2 separate regions of the Danio rerio genome follow, and region 2 is linked to region 1. A link is a contact called in public HiCAR-type data. All regions are on one chromosome and are shown on one strand. Each heading gives the region's core, a stretch centred on a gene start, on an enhancer-like site or on the middle of the called end of the contact. The rest is flanking DNA. Distances are from core to core; before and after follow the strand shown. Region 1 holds the start of ms4a17a.2 (membrane-spanning 4-domains, subfamily A, member 17a.2). Region 2 holds the start of ms4a17a.10 (membrane-spanning 4-domains, subfamily A, member 17A.10).

Region 1 (7,960 bases), core at 1,495-3,994:
ACCTCTAGATTAGACTACTGTAATGCATCCCTAAGCAGTTGCCCTGTTGGCCTAATTAACAAACTTATCAAGTTCAAAATGCAGCTGCTAGAGTGCTCTCTAGAACACACAAATATGATCATATTACTCCAGTTCTTTCATCATTGCATTGGCTCCCAATTAAATATTGTATACATTTAAAAAATTCTAAATTGATAAAAATTATGTTGACTGCCTACAAAGCCCTGAACTGCTTAGCTCCTCAGTATTTGAGGGAGCTCCTGGTGTATAATAGCCCCTCACGTCCTTTAAGTTCTATTAATTCTGGACAATTGATTATTCCCAGAATATCAGCAGAAACTGTAGGTGGTAGATCTTTCTCATATCTGGCACCTAAACTCTGGAACAGCCTTCCTAGCACAGTTCGGGAAGCAGACACGCTCTGTCAGTGTAAAACTAGATTAAAGACACATCTCTCTGCATTAGCGTACACATAAAACACACATGCTGGTGAAATCCAAATCCTCCAAAAGATTGTTAGTGTGCATTATTATGGGCAACCCGGAGCCAGGAACACTTCCTAAAAGACATTATAGTTTGATCGGCATCTGCACTTATGTTAGTCTGTTTTTCTCATTCCCAAGGTTTCCATAATCCTAGACCAGGCTGCATCCTGAGCAGATGCCGTGGTGGTCATGGAGGAGTGGAGAAGATTGACCAGATGAGCAATGGTCGTGCACAACTGAGCCTGGATTCTCTCGAGTTTCTTTCCCTTCACTTTCGTCAATTGGTGAAGTTTGCATGGTTCAAGACTTGTGGAGCTACGCATCAATGGATTTGCTTATCAGTATCTGGACTTTCAGCAGTGAAAATTAAAGCACACTGAACTGAACCAAACTTCAACTCTGAAAACTGGACTGACACGGTCTAATAAAGGGACTAAGCTGAAAAGAAAATGAATGAAGGGACAATGGACGCCGTTGAGGTATTACATTGATGAAGACTTCAGCACAACCACCTGGTATGAATTCAATTGAGATGGTGTGGCTATTAAAGACTTCAATACAAAAAACCTAAACCAACTACGAAGGCTGATTTAATTAATGAGTTCTGCTTTGAGGAACTAGCAGATGAGGAACTACATGAGTAGGCTGTTTAAAGTCTGTTAGTCATGGTTGAGAATCAGAGTGGATACACTGGAATATTGGAGTGCTAACATGTCACGACCAGACTGTAGTTTCATGTATGGTGTACTTTCGAAAAATGAAACCTGTTTGATTGCAGGGCCGTATTGTCATTGTTTGTGGTTACTTTTGGCTGAGGAGGTCTTCTCTTAATAACTTTGTACTGGGGAAATATTCTAAACAGACTGTTGAACTTTACAAACCAAATAAAAAATGATGTACAGCTGCCCAAAATTCAATGTCTTGCTCTGAAAAAAAAGTTCTTGCTCACAAACAAAACATAAACCCTCCCCAAGCCTTAATGTTAGTGCAGATCATCAGAAAACTGGGTTTGCACCTTACACTTGCTGTGAATGTAAAGGTAGAGAGAGTGTAAGAGGCTAAATGATCATATGCATTTGTTTATATGACAAAACATGTCTTTTTGACTCAAGAAGGTCCATATTGACTCCAAAGTCAGATACTGATGAGATCAAGGCCTGTTGTGTGGACTTTGGGGGTTTTATGAGTCTATCTTCTCTGACTCTGGTGCAATCAGGCTAACTTCTGGGCCTGCTCTCTTTGTCTCTCTCTCCCTCCCCGTGTCTCTCCTTCTACTTCTGGTAACTTTAATTTTACATTTAAGCTGGGTACAGTTATTATCATATGTTTTATCATTTCATACAGTTATTTTGTTATTAGTTCAGTTGTAACCATTGAGAATTATTGTAGTTAAATCATCTCATTTTCAAGTATTTGTGAATTACTTTTGATTTAACATCAATATTTAATTGTTCCGTATTGCAATACAATACGATCACGTAATATCAGCTCTCTCCCACATTTATAGCTATTAACACTGCCCTTATTTCCGTTTTTGGTATGTGATTGCGGAACAATTGTTTGACTAGAAATGTACAGTTTTTTACCATCATACTGATAACTTTAGTCATTCGGCAGAACTGCAGTTCAAACCGCTGTGGTTAAAACCCATTTTTACAAGGGATTCAATACCCGTTCACACTACGGTCCGATTGGAAAACACCAGAATTGTATCAGGTTTGACACCACGTATGAAAGTGGCACAAATCAGAATTGAAAAGATCAGATGCCATGCGGTCTGCCATGACCAAAACAGATCTGAGTCACATGTGGGCAAAAACATCAGATTCACCTGCAGTGTGAACGCAGTCTAAAGTCACTGTGTTAAACTGTAGAGTTGAATTTTCAACATCAAAAGTGGTCAGAGCAGAGATCAACATCCCATAATGCAATTCACCACCAGAAATCAACAAAAACACACAAAATACAGAAACTTTTTTAATGAACAGAGGTGTAATGATCACGAGTGTTTAATCAATGGAAAAATCACAGCTCAAGTTTAAAATGATCAACATCACCTACATTTTAAAAGCCATTCAAGGTCCACTTGTTACCAAATAAAGGAAACACATCCATTATTATTACTTTAGTAAACACAGATATAATAAGTATATTTTAGTATGTAACGTACTGTCTTACCTGAAGCAGAATCCCGTCTTCAACTGTGCTTTGACTTTCTCTTCTGCTGTAACTTTACACCAGCGCAGTGATTCCCAGAAAGAGACAGGAAGCAGGAGGAGTTTTCTGCAGAATGGCCGCAGGTAAAGAGCCTCTCCCTCAAGCTCTCAGTTCGTTTTTTCCATCTATATATTTGCTCTTTATTGGGCTCCTAACGTTACGTGCTCGATATGAGCCTTGGATAGCATTGTATAATTGATAGGACTTATCTGTGAGGACCCAGAGCTCTGTATATTGAATTATGCCTTTGTGTAATCCATAGTATTACAAATAGGAATAAAAGGGTGTAATCCATAGTATTACAAATTGAAATAAAAGAAAAATATATGCCATATAAACTGATATACATTTAGCTTAATTAATAAATTAAAAACCGGATTAATAGATTAATTTAAAAGTACTTCATAAATAGAATTCAAGTTTAAATCTTAAAATTGCCTAAAGGTATTTTTTGTTTTCCTGTTTGTTTATTGTTGATGATTTAGTTTTATTTTCTGAATTTTGTGAATTGTGAAGATGTATATTGTTACTTTGCCCTTAAGAGGTTAAATTTGAGCTCACCACTGACCTATCAGGTGAAAGGAAATGCGTGCAGCGGAACGACGTAAACAACGTCAGTGACGTCAGAGGGAAAAACGGAAGGGAAGCGAGCGCATAGAAGCTGAGATCGAAAAGCTAATCCAGCGAGAAACGAGTGAAATCCTGTCTTTTAAACTCGACAGAACGTCTAGAAAGATATTGATATTGATTCATCTGACCTGATTGTTTGTTGATCTTGCGATATTAAGTTGATATTGACGCGGATGCAGCGAGGACACGGATCGCGGTTGTCATCGCGTGCAATGAGATGGCGGGCCACCCAACGGATCTCGATTGAACACATTCACGGTGAAATTGCAGCAATTGCACCTGTTGTTTAATGTTTCATCTTCAAGACAGAACTGTGCTGGATGACAGAGTAAGCTGGCATCACACTTTCTTCCTTTCCACCTGTACTGTGGTATGTTCTGGGCAGCAGGACGGTAGGACTCAATTTATGGATTGAAATCGAAACAATACTTTTCCTCGTGATTTCAGGGACTGGTATATAAAATATACCACAAAGACTGTTGGAATTAGCCTTCATTGAACTGTTTCTGAGAGTTATATTGTTTTTCATTTGCACTTTATTAGTGTGAAGACAAATTGTTATTTTATTTCATAATTGTGATTTATTCATTGTCATTTGGGGTATTTATCTTTTGTTTTCCAAGCTGAGTTGAAAATTTGAGTATTTTGCTTAAACTAACACAAAATTAGCTGATACTACATGTAGTTAACTTCTAATAGAATAAAGTAATATAATTAGGACACGTCAATTAGCTATAAATAAAAATAGGTCAAACGTTGTACTTAAAATAAGTTAAAATATATATATAAATCCATAAAATTGAAATAAATAAATAAACCAGTTTGTCAGAGAGAAAGAAAAGATTAAATAAGAGGTTTTCAAGGAAGGAAAAAAAGAGACAATTCATTCTTTTGTTTATTTGGTTTTCATTTTTTTATCATCATTAAGAGGGTTTATTGATAACCAAGTTTTTTCTTTAAAAGAAGTTGTTCTACTTTATTGTTGTTTTTTTTCCTCTGGAAAGAGAAATTAAGACAATTATTATTTTTATTTCTTTCTTTATTATATAAAGTTCATTATAGTTGAAACTAATCCCTGTTGTCTGTTCTCTTTAGTCGGTCTCTCATTTCTGCTCCTACGAACCTACAGTACTGGTCCACGTTTTCCCTCAGGTTCACGCAGTCTAAGCAGTTGTAGTGACGTGGGTGACCTGAGGGTGGCGCTACATTTGTATATAATAAATTACTAATACTTTCACATTGGAGAAAATCTTCTCTCAACTTTTTATTAAATAAACATGGAATTCCAACTGTATATATATATATATATATTTATTTATTAGTTACACCTTACTAGTACCGTGTTGAACCCCCATTTGCTTTCAGACCTGTCATAAGCCTTCGTGGCATATGTAACCTCTTTTGCATTTTAGCTGTGGACTCCAGATAAAAAGAACCTGAAAATAGGGCTGAGTTCAAAACATTACTCTTTATACAGTATACACACACTACTACATCTTCACCAGTCTGTTAGAAGACCTAGGCTGCATCTGAAACCGGCTACTACTCAGTAGGTACTGCATTTGAATTTAAACGTACTACTCTGCCGTTATAAAAGTGCGTTCTATATAGTATGAATGTGAAAAGTCTGAATGGAACGCACTACATCTGGCATTTTGTCAGGGTCACGTGACCTACCTGCGTCAGTTGCGTTGCTTCAGTCCAATTCATGAATTCACTCGCAGGGCATCATGGGATAGTGCAGCGTGAATGGGATGCGCACTTCAGAATCTCGCAGGAAGTAGTAGGTCATCTGGGTACTTCTCGCAAACTGATTTTCGAATTCTATGAATTCGGACATACTATTTGGCTCGCTGGTTTTAGCGTACTGTATAGTATGGAAGAATGCGGTTTCGGACGTAGCTCTACTGTACACATGTTCATCATCTACAGACATGGTAATGGTACATCAATGTATATTTTCCAAAATACACTTGCCTTGCTTTGCCCTTTGCAGCTATACACTACTGATGGCGGACAGTTAATGTTAGTTAATCGAGAGTATTCATCATTATTACAGACTACAGTGAGTTTAATACTAGCAGTCGTTACATTATCAGATGGGGAATGTGGATGGTAATATACAAGTTATACAGTTTCAGTTAACTGATAAAGATAAAGACCTGTTGCTCACTCTTGTCACTGAAGAGAGTCCAAACCCAGTCCAATCACGTGAAAACATAATGGACGTGGCCAACCTATGACCTCAATCAAGATTGACCAACAGAATAAGGTCTTTCATCCCGGAGGGAAGATACCGCCCACTGAGCTGCAGAGTTTTCAACTCGCAAAGATTTTAGATCCGCAAAAAATGATAGAACAGAAAGCAAAATGAACTAGCGCACGATGAAAAATCTGCTGTTAACTGCATGAAATGGCAATAGTTAATGTTTTACAGTGATATATTTTTTATCAATAACATTTACTTTAAATTAATATTGTTTTTATTTGAAAACTTTTATTTCTTTTAATTACAATGTACTTACTTTTGGTCAAAAACTTTGTTTGTTTGAATGATAAAAACATTTCTTAACAGCCAATTACAAGGCATTTAGGCATGTAGACATGGTCAAGATGATCTGCTGCAGTTCAAAGCGAGCATCAGAATGAAGAAGAAAGGGGATTTAAGTGACTTTGAGCGTGGCATGATTGTTGGTGCCAAACAAGCTGGTCAGAGTATTTCAGAAAATTCTGATCTACTGGGATTTTCACGCACAACCATCTTTAGGGTTTACAGAGAATGGTCTGACAAAAAGTAAAATATCCAGTGAGCGGCAGTTCAAAGTGCCAGAGGTCAAAGGAGAATGGCCAGACTGGTTCCAGCTGATAGAAAGGCAGCAAGGGTAGGGTTTTGGTTTTATTAGGATTTCAAGATTTAAAGCAGTGATTCTCAAAGTGTGGTATATGTACTGCTGGTGGTACACAGGCTTCTTCTAGTGGTATGCAGAGGAATCATAGAATTAAAAAACGATGTTAAAAACACATTTAACCCTTTGTGTCCTACAATCACACCAGTGTGATCACAACGTTCAGTTGCATCACGTGATCAGTTGCTAAACCCAAATCTGCTGTCCTGCAATTATTTGTGTTGAGCCAAAGAAAGACACAGGCAATGCTATCGATGAAACAAATCCAATTTATCAGTATAAAAAGAAATGACAATTAGGTAACTAATACATATAGGTAGTAGCAAAACAGACAAAAATACTCATGTAAAATACACAGTTGATGACTATAATAATCATTTGACACATAATCTGATGATGCGCATTATTCAGATCAGATACACAAGGCATCAATGAATGTTCACAGCATCAAAGCAGCAGAACCAATTTGCTGCCTCGTTTGTTCATGTTGATTCACATTTATTCGCCTTCAGTGTACGCTGGGGGAGATTCTGCAGGAGGATGCTGAAAGCATGGTTCGGGGACTTCTTGAGGACATTGAATGTACTGTGGAGGCATTTCTGCAGGAGGGTGTTGAATTAAAGGGTTGCTGCTCACAGGAATCTGCAGGAGAAAATGTACATGGTCAGCTTAAGCTATTGGTTAGTTTTCAACAGTTATTGCTCCATTACCCAGTTCCTCACACGTTTTTAGTACATTAGAAACTTTTATGGTTTTTTATTTTCACTAATTCACAAATTGTTGTAATGTGGTTTGTGTGTGAATACAGAACAGAGATTGGATGAATTAAACAAAACAAAAAGAAAAACCTGTCATTGGTTTCTGTCTGGTCTGCATCAAATTCAGATTTACAATGTTTATTTTGTTAGCGCACATTGTTAGTTTTGAAGTGAACAGTTCTGTCATGAAACTCTATGTGTGCACTGGCTGAAAGGCAGGGCTTAATTTGTGCCGGAACACGTCGGATCCGGAATCTCTGAAATCTGATCTGACACCTCATTTTACCAATCCCCCTCACTCAACCACACTTCTCCCCCGTAAACTGTTCACTTTCGCTTTCTTCCTCGACTCCCCAACTCTCTTTGCTGTCGTCTGCACCACCCCTCCTCCATTCACCGCACCAACACCCCCCGGCTCCCCACTTGTGCGCAACACCTCTTCATCCTAAGGTAACATGGTGCAGGAGATAGGTTGCTGTCGCCTCAACAGACAATTGTCTTCGTAATCTTTGATCAAAGTGGTGAAATTATTAAATTAGTCATCATATTTAAATAAAAGTCTGCAGCAACTTCTGGTTCACATGGACTTTAAGGGTATGAACATTTAAGAGTAAAGAATTACAGACAGATATTGGGTTTGTTGGTTCTTGTGAAATCAGAACCTCAAGCCTTAAAAGTAGCTTTATCCTTTACACCTAAATTTATCTGATGGGTTCAGCTGATGTATTTCTCACCTTAGGTTTACAGCAGCAGGTGACTTTACAGGCAAACGCAAATAGGCAGATGGAGATGCAGAACTCAAGGATGGCGAACACCAGCAACACACAACTGATTCCTGAGAGGAGACTCTGAGAGAACATTCAACATGAGCATACAGGACAACAACAACAACAACAAAGAGAAGTCAAGAATCTGAAGCCCTTTAAATATACTGATGAAACTAAGTGAAGTTTAATGTTAAACT
Region 2 (7,960 bases), core at 1,970-4,469, 74 kb before region 1:
CTTTATAGTCTCCTCATGTCTGCTGTCCTGTGCCAGTTTATTGTCCTACATATGTCGTTTTTCCTAAGAGTCATGTCATGTCCTGTTCCTTTCCAGTCTAGTTTGTTCCTCCTCTGGGTTGTACTTGTTGCCCTTTTTGTTTTGTTTAGTTTTTTTTAATAGTTAATAAATACCCATTATTGACTGCACTTGAGTCCTTGTCCTTTCCCAACCTCAACCATGACAAGACCAAGGCAAAACATAAGAGAGTAAAAATATACATTAAAAAAAAACAGCAGGACCAAATCCTATTCAAATATTCATCCATTCTGGCAGGATATACACAATGCCCTTTTTACTTTCATATAGGCTCATATGTAGTTTACCCCATCTGTATAAGTTGTGTGGAAATTGTTGATGCTCATATGGACTTGTCTTGAATTGTGTGAAAGTAATTTACAAGCTGAGAACAGCAGCTCATGAGTTCTCGATCGGCCCACAGCTACAGTCACTGTGTGAGTAGCTTACACTAGCGATCAGCCCACGTTAAACCCATTAAGGCCACATTTGGGCTCGGGCCCAGAGCAGGCTGCCAGTGCTAGGCCTTTGAGAGTCTGTTAAACGGCAAAACGTTGGCCCTCACTAGGCCCACACCTGCCCTGGATGGGCAGGACCCACTTTGACCTAAAAGCTCGATCATCCTCCATAAAAAGTGATGATCCAGAGACAATTAAAGTTCAGAAAAGCAACAAAAACATCATCAAATGTCACTTCAGTGGTTCATCTGTAATCAGATGAAGCTCCAGGAACACTTTTGTGTGCAAAATAAAGTAAAAGCATCTTTGTTCACCAATGTCCTCCATATCAGATCAGGGAGTCTGTTTGTGTGTTCAGTGCTGCCTCTAGTGGCAATACGAGATACTTAATAAACGTGCACAAAGCATTTACATTGGGGTTGGGCATCTAAGTTATAATGCCAATCCGATACGCATCTCGATACAAAGAATACGATCCGATATATTAGCGATACATTTGTGACATATTGCGATGCGATTCACCCCCATATCACGATACAATGCGATAATTCAGCACTAACTTATTAGATCAAGTTTCTGAGATGATGTGAAAGAGGATGCTGTGCCATTGAATGAGTTTGATTATTTATTAACCAAGCAAAACCAAGACTTTTTTTTACAAACTTTTCTCTCAGAGCCAGAGAGTCAGTTTACAGTAGAGGGCCATTTTAGAACCTATAGCACATATTATTTAAGTATTTTCAAGATAAACAGAATGTATAAGTGCAATATATATTATAAATGTATATATTTGCACTCTTTCAACATAAAGGATTAGCATTGCACAACAAGAATTGTGATTTAACTTTTCAACTATGAAAACAAGTTTTACAAAGATATATTTTGCCACTGAATATTCAAAACTTAAGGTGGTGAACTAGCAGTGTTATGCTGCTTTCAAACATCACTGTCACTGTAAACAACAGGCTAATAAAAATATAATTAAATACAAATTAACAGGAGGAGGTGTTTAAAACCTTCGTTTTCCGTGATACTAGGCTGAATATCTTTGCAGATGAACAATGCAATAGCATCCGTTATTGGCGTAGAGCGAGCAGAACTGTTGCGCATGGAAAAAAAACTTGCAATGCTTTTCTCACCACTTTTGGAGCTGGTAGCTACAGTTGAAGCAGAGCAGGAAGCCGGGGATGCAGGAACACTGTCAGATGCTTCCACAACAACACCGTGGCTCCGCTTCAAGTGAGATTTCAGATTAGTCGTACTGCCCGCGTATTTACAGATGCGTGGCACATTTTGCAAATTGCATCTGTCCTGTCAAGTCGTCCATCCTTTTTGCAGAATCCATAATGTTGCCATACTTTAGATTTAAAACTCAGTGGGGAATAAAATGTTTGTTTTGCTTCTCGCGCTTTCTGAGGGCGCACCACTAGCTTCATCCGCACACCTTATACACTGAGTTGTAGTGTAAGTGTACACATCCACAAGTCCGTTGCTAAGGCATACTTTATGTAGGTCGATTCAATTATGCGCCAAAAACAGGTTGACAACACTTGCTAATAAATAAAAAATACATTCTATATTAAAAATATACGTTGTATCTTGGAAAAAACGATGCATCTCGCAAAAACCGATGCATCTCGATTTGCTTCCAAAATTTCATTCATCCTCTGCTGCTCTACCGGTGCACTCGCATCGTGCACGCGCATGACCGCGTATCGATACATATCGGTTAATCTTCCCATCCCTAATTTACATGTTCTTTTAGTGTCTGTAAATGTGACAGTAAGATGTATTCTGGTTGATTACCCACTGTAGCTTGTGTTATCTAGGACAACATGTTGAACTGTATGATTGTTTCTTACTATCAGAGATGCCCAGTAAGGAACACCAGTGTAGAAGATGGCTGTAGACGCGATTCCCAACAGGAGAATCCACAGACCGATCAGTATCTGGACAGTCTGTGAGGAATGTACAGTGTAAGGATGAGAGTATTTCATGAAGTAAAGCAGAGTATCATGCTGTGTGTTAATGTGTGTAATCTGGGTTTAAGGGAGATTTCTCACCCCGAGGGCTTTTGGTTGGCCTTTAAGAAAGGCCTGATTTCCTTGAAGAGGTGAAACTCCTGCTACATGCTGTATTTGAACAGGCACAGAAGAACTGGTCCCAGTTGCTGTTTGTGTCAGTGGCTGAAGCTGGATGACAATCGTTGAAGGATTCATGGCTCCGACAGTCGACATTTCAGTTTCAGAGTATCAAATGAACCTGTACAAAATCAAAATAAAGCAAAACAGGATACCATTTGAAATAAGATACACTTTATATATTTTTTTTAAACTTTCTGTATATAGTTTAAAACTCCAGAAACTGTTCATTAACAGACGTGTTTCACAGTGTAAAACCAGTGCAACATCTGCAGTTCAAGTGTGTATTGTAGACGCTGCTAATGTGTAGTCCCTTGTTATTTAGCGTAATTTATGAGGTGTAATGGTCACATATGTAAACAATGGAAAAAACACAGCTTAAGTTTAAAATGATCAACATCACCTACATTTAAAAAAGCCAAACAAGGTCCACTTGTTACCAAGTAAAGGAAACACATCCATTATTACTTTAGAAAACTCCAATAAAATAAGTACTTTCAATTATGTAAGGTATTGTCTTACCAGAAGCAGAATCCCGTCTTCAGCTGTGCTTTCAGACTTCTGATATAAAGCCACACAAGCACAGTGTTTCCAGAAAGAAACAGGAAGCAGGAGGAGTTGTGCAATCACAATGCATGGCAAAGCTGGCCGACCCCAGGGGTTAATACAGCAAAACAATCTGATATATGCCAATATATGCAAATAGTGTATATTTGGATTTTACGTATAGTCATTAGAGAAATCATAAGGTCTTATTCTTTTTCAGATACGTCTTGAATTTGCATTTATATTTTTTATTAAGGATTTTTTTAAATTATTTTATTACTTGTCACTTTCACGTTTTATTGAATATATGTATTGCCTAGTGATAGCTTAACCGAACTTCTTCTCCAAGTGTGATAGGCTAATCAAGCATGCAGACGGAGATGCAGCGACAGCAAAAATAACTTTCACTTCATGCTTACGGCTTCCAGAAAGAGGAAGTATGTGTGCTGCAGAGGAGCCAGCAGGAAAAGAGCCCCTCCCTCAAGCTCTGATTTCGTTTTTCTATCTATTTATTGGGGGTTTTTTTGGGCTCAGAGCGTTCTGTGCCTGATATGAGCTCTGTATATCGAAGCCTAGTCATGACGTAGTCATATCCTATCTTGTGATTTATATGTAGATGTTTGATTAGGTTTGTTGTTTTACCACAGTACGTCACTGTTATGTTACACGCGTCACACTCTGCATTATTTGAGTTCATGGAAGTGAAGTAGCTCCACACAATACTTCGCTTGCGGAGTTATCCAATAACAGTGAACTGAGTGTCTAGCTAGCGTGCTCTGCAGTTGTACAGTGCCATATTACGCACATGACTTTGCAGGCGGAAGAACAAGTAGTTCCGACTAAGTTGGCATTATAAATTAGGGTAATTGTGTTTACTTTTCTGCTGTATTTCTATTTCCAATAAACTACAGAGTTGCTTCAAATTATCAATATTTTGATAAGATAATCAACTCTAGAACTTATAATTTTAGCATCAATCAGCACATTACTATTAACGAGGTGTAGGAGTCAAGCTAGATTCACGGTAGCAGGCTAGATTGACCATCGGGCCCCTGGGAACTGTCCTATTGATCCCTATGGCCAGTCAGCCTCTGGTTGGTGGTTCATTCCACTGTGCCGATCTCTGAAATAGGGAAATTGATGAAAGGTTTTGTCAGAAATCTGTAAGGGTTTTCTCTTTTTAATCTGACTGCAATGACAACTCTGAATACTTTTAAATGTCTTGTGTCTAATGTTTAAAGAGAGCTGTAACTTATTTTCATGATTTGATTATGATTCATGAATTGGGAAAATGGATGTGTAAACTGATGTCTTTGCTTGTTACTTTTATGTGTTGTAATCTTGACCAGGTCTCACTGTAAGAAGAGATAGTAAGAATTCAATGTGATTTCGTGGCTAAATAAAAGAAGAATATTAAAATGAATTGGCAAATAATCCTTTTGTCTGACAGCTGCATTTACTTATTGTAAATCTTGTACAAGACACTATTCTCCATTGTCTGGCTCCTGTCTCGGATGTATTTTACTGGAAATATTGAACTGAGTACTGGTGAGTCATTGCATATTGCACAATAATGGAGTTATTCCCTGTACTGCCTCTGGCTTCAGACTCAGATTTAGGTGTTTTCACACTCATCAAACAGCCCTACATCATACTTGTTTGCCAACTACTTTAAAGGCATCTCTGCCTATTTTATGTTAGCCATCCAATAATTCTCCTCTGTGTTTCGGTCATGTCTAAATTCTGACTTAATGGCTCTAAAACAGGGATCACCAAACTTGTTCCTGGAGGGCTGGTGTCCAGCAGATTTTAGCTCCAATCCTTAAAAAACACACCTGAACAAGCTCATCAAGGTCTTACTAGGTATAGTTGAAACATCCAGGCAGGTGTGTTGAGGCAAGTTGGAGCTAAACCCTGCAGGGTAACACACCTCCAGGAACGAGATTGGTGACCCATACTCTAGAGTCACACTGCACTGTACCCCCACATCTACCTCACTTCAGTCTGTTACTCTAACATATTCTTTCTCAAATAACTTTACGTCTGACTATATCTAGTCTCTGGCCTTGCAGAAAGATAAGCGAGGCACACACTCTCCTGCTCACAGATGAAGTGAAACACACTGAAACAGAACACATACTTCCAGTCCCAAACATTTTGTCAAACTTTTAATTTCCTCTTGTCTCACTTTGAAAAGAGGATTTAAAATTTACCAGAAAGTCAGTAGTGATACCAGTGGTGTCCGTTTTTGCGTCCGGCGGTCAGCCCCTCATCCCTCAATCTAGTAAGGGTAGGGTTGTGATTTTCTTCTAGGTTTTTGAATGTATAGGATTTATAGCAGTGATTCCCAACATTTGGTATATGTTCCACTAGTGGCACACAGGCTTCTTCTAGAGCAGGTGTGGGCAAATTTGATCCTGGAGGAATTTTGCGTCCTACAATCACACCAGTGTGATCACAACGTTCAGTTGCATCACGTGATCAGTTGCTAAACCAAAATCTGCTTTCCTGCATTTACATGTGTTGAGCCAAAGAAAGACACAGACAATGCTATTGATAAAGCAAATCCAATTTATCAGTATGTAAACAAATAACAATTAGGTAGCAAATACATATAGGTAGTAGCAAAACAGACAAAAATACTCCTGAATAAATGTATCAATGAATCTTCACAGGATCAAAGCCCCGTTTTTACCTATCGATTCACATTAATTTGCCTTCAGTGTACGCTGGGGGAGCTTCTGCAGGAGGATGTTGAAAGTATGGTTCTGGGATTTCTTGAGGACATTGAATGTACTGTTGGGGGTTTTCTGCAGGAGGGCGTTGAATTAAAGGGTTGTTGACCACAGGAATCTGCAGGATAAAATGTACATGGTCAGCTTAAGTTATTGATTAGTTTTCAACAATTATTCCCCCATTACCCAGTTCCTCACACATTTACTGTACACATTAAAGGTTTTGTGGATTTTTACTTAACAAATCATTCATTCAATTGTTGTAATGTGGTTTGTGTGTGAACACAGAACAGAGATTGGAGGAATTAAACAAAACAAAAATAAAAACCTGTCATTGGTTTCTGTTTGGTCTGCATGAAATTCAGATTTACAATATTTATTTTGCTAGCGCACATTGTTAGTTTTGAAGTGAACAATTCTGTCATGAAACTCTGTGTGTGCACTGGCTGATAGGCAGGGCTTAATTTGTGCCGCAACACGTCGGATCTGGAACCTCTGAAATCTGATCTGGCACCTCATTTTACCGATCCCCCTCCTCAACCACCCTTCTCCCCCGTCCGCTGTTCACTTACGCTTTCTTCCGCGACTCCCCAACTCTCTTTGCTGTCGTCTGCAACACCCCCGCCCCACTCACCACCCCCCCGGCTCCCCACTTTCGTGCACGACACCTCTTCATCCTAAGGTAACATGACGCAGGAGATCGGTTGCTGTCGCCTCAACAGACAATTGTCTTCGCAATCTTTAATCAAAATGGTGAAATTATTAAATAAGTCATCATATTTAAATAAAAGTCTGCAGCAACTTCTGGTTCACATGGACTTTAAGGGTATGAACATTTAAGAGTAAAGAATTACAGACAGATATTGGGTTTGTTGGTTATTGTGAAACCTCAAGCTTTAAAAGTAGCTTTATCCTTTATGCCTAAATTTATCTGATGGGTTCAGCTGATGTATTTCTCACCTGAGGATAATAGCAGCAGGTAACTTTACAGGCAAACACAGATAGGCAGATGGAGATGAAGAACTCAAGGATGGCGAATACCAGCAACACACCACTGATTCCTGAGCGGAGAGTCTTAGAGAACATTCAACATGAGCATAAAGGACAACAACAACAACAACAAAGAGAAGTCAAGAATCTGTAGCCCTTTAAGCATAATTCTCACTACAGGATTTGAAACATCGGCAGATCGCTGTGCCATTCACAATAGATGACTTGATTTTGTGTATTTTAATCACTGTGGTGTTCACACTACGCAACACAACCTAAATGATCCACAAGAGGGGGTCACACACTACATGATCTGACAACAACTCGTTTCCCAACAGCTCAATCAATCTACCAAACCACAACTTTTGCTTGTTCTAGTATCTTAACTATATATTTATAGGCTGTATTACCAAACAAAGCTAATACTTTAGGGCAGTTCAGTCATAAAATATGTTGACAGACATTCAAAGCTTAACTTTTGATATCTCAGTAGAAGTTTTGAATGTAAATATGACATAACAATATTGATGTTTTATATGAGAACGGTCAGAATGACCAGTATGGTCATTTAATAGTTGGGCTGGCTTGTGTAGCAAGCCAGACTACTGTTATCCTATTTTTCTTTTGAGACTAAAAAATAAAACGCATCTCCTCCTAGAGCTTTTGAGCTATGACCACCAAGCTTACACCAAACCTTCAAACTGGTCTGACTCGGTGTGCTATATCTTTTCCAACTGATCCGACTTTCGGTTTTCCGAAAAACATCCCGGGACCATCGGAAAAATCCCATTGACTTAACATTTGACCAAACTTTGTGACCTCATAACTCTGCATCAGACTGTCACACAGACTTCTAACTGGGCTCATTTAATTCAGACTACCTAACTCCCAATACCTGATGACATTTGAACTTTCTGGCCACGGCCTAGTAACCCCTTTTGGGACCCTAGAAACTGTCCCATAGACTTCCATTCAAAAGACTGTCATTGACTTTACATTGGATCAAACTTTGAGAGCTCATAACTCTGCATCA

The links. HiCAR-type assays count read pairs that join an accessible place to other places.
Region 2: a HiCAR-type map of caudal fin shows a contact between it and region 1, with 7 times the contacts expected there. The contact joins the promoter of ms4a17a.10 here to the promoter of ms4a17a.2 in region 1. A contact is called at or near these places in 1 of 18 Hi-C or Micro-C datasets (embryo) and 1 of 4 datasets of contacts at active chromatin or transcription factors (caudal fin).

The regions. Positions count from the first base shown.
Region 1 is chr4:74,801,514-74,809,473 of GRCz12tu, reverse strand. It overlaps ms4a17a.2 (membrane-spanning 4-domains, subfamily A, member 17a.2), which reads right to left and starts at 2,744. Exons shown (of 7, transcript NM_001100061.2): 1 at 2,664-2,744. It overlaps ms4a17a.5 (membrane-spanning 4-domains, subfamily A, member 17A.5), which reads right to left. Exons shown (of 7, transcript NM_001004629.2): 6 at 7,731-7,844; 7 at 6,490-6,880. The coding sequence ends at 6,737.
Region 2 is chr4:74,876,026-74,883,985 of GRCz12tu, reverse strand. ms4a17a.10 (membrane-spanning 4-domains, subfamily A, member 17A.10) reads right to left here and starts at 3,219. Exons shown (of 7, transcript NM_001386856.1): 1 at 3,179-3,219; 2 at 2,579-2,777; 3 at 2,378-2,473. The coding sequence starts at 2,752. ms4a17a.6 (membrane-spanning 4-domains, subfamily A, member 17A.6) reads right to left here. Exons shown (of 7, transcript NM_001083012.1): 6 at 6,898-7,011; 7 at 5,756-6,055. The coding sequence ends at 5,906.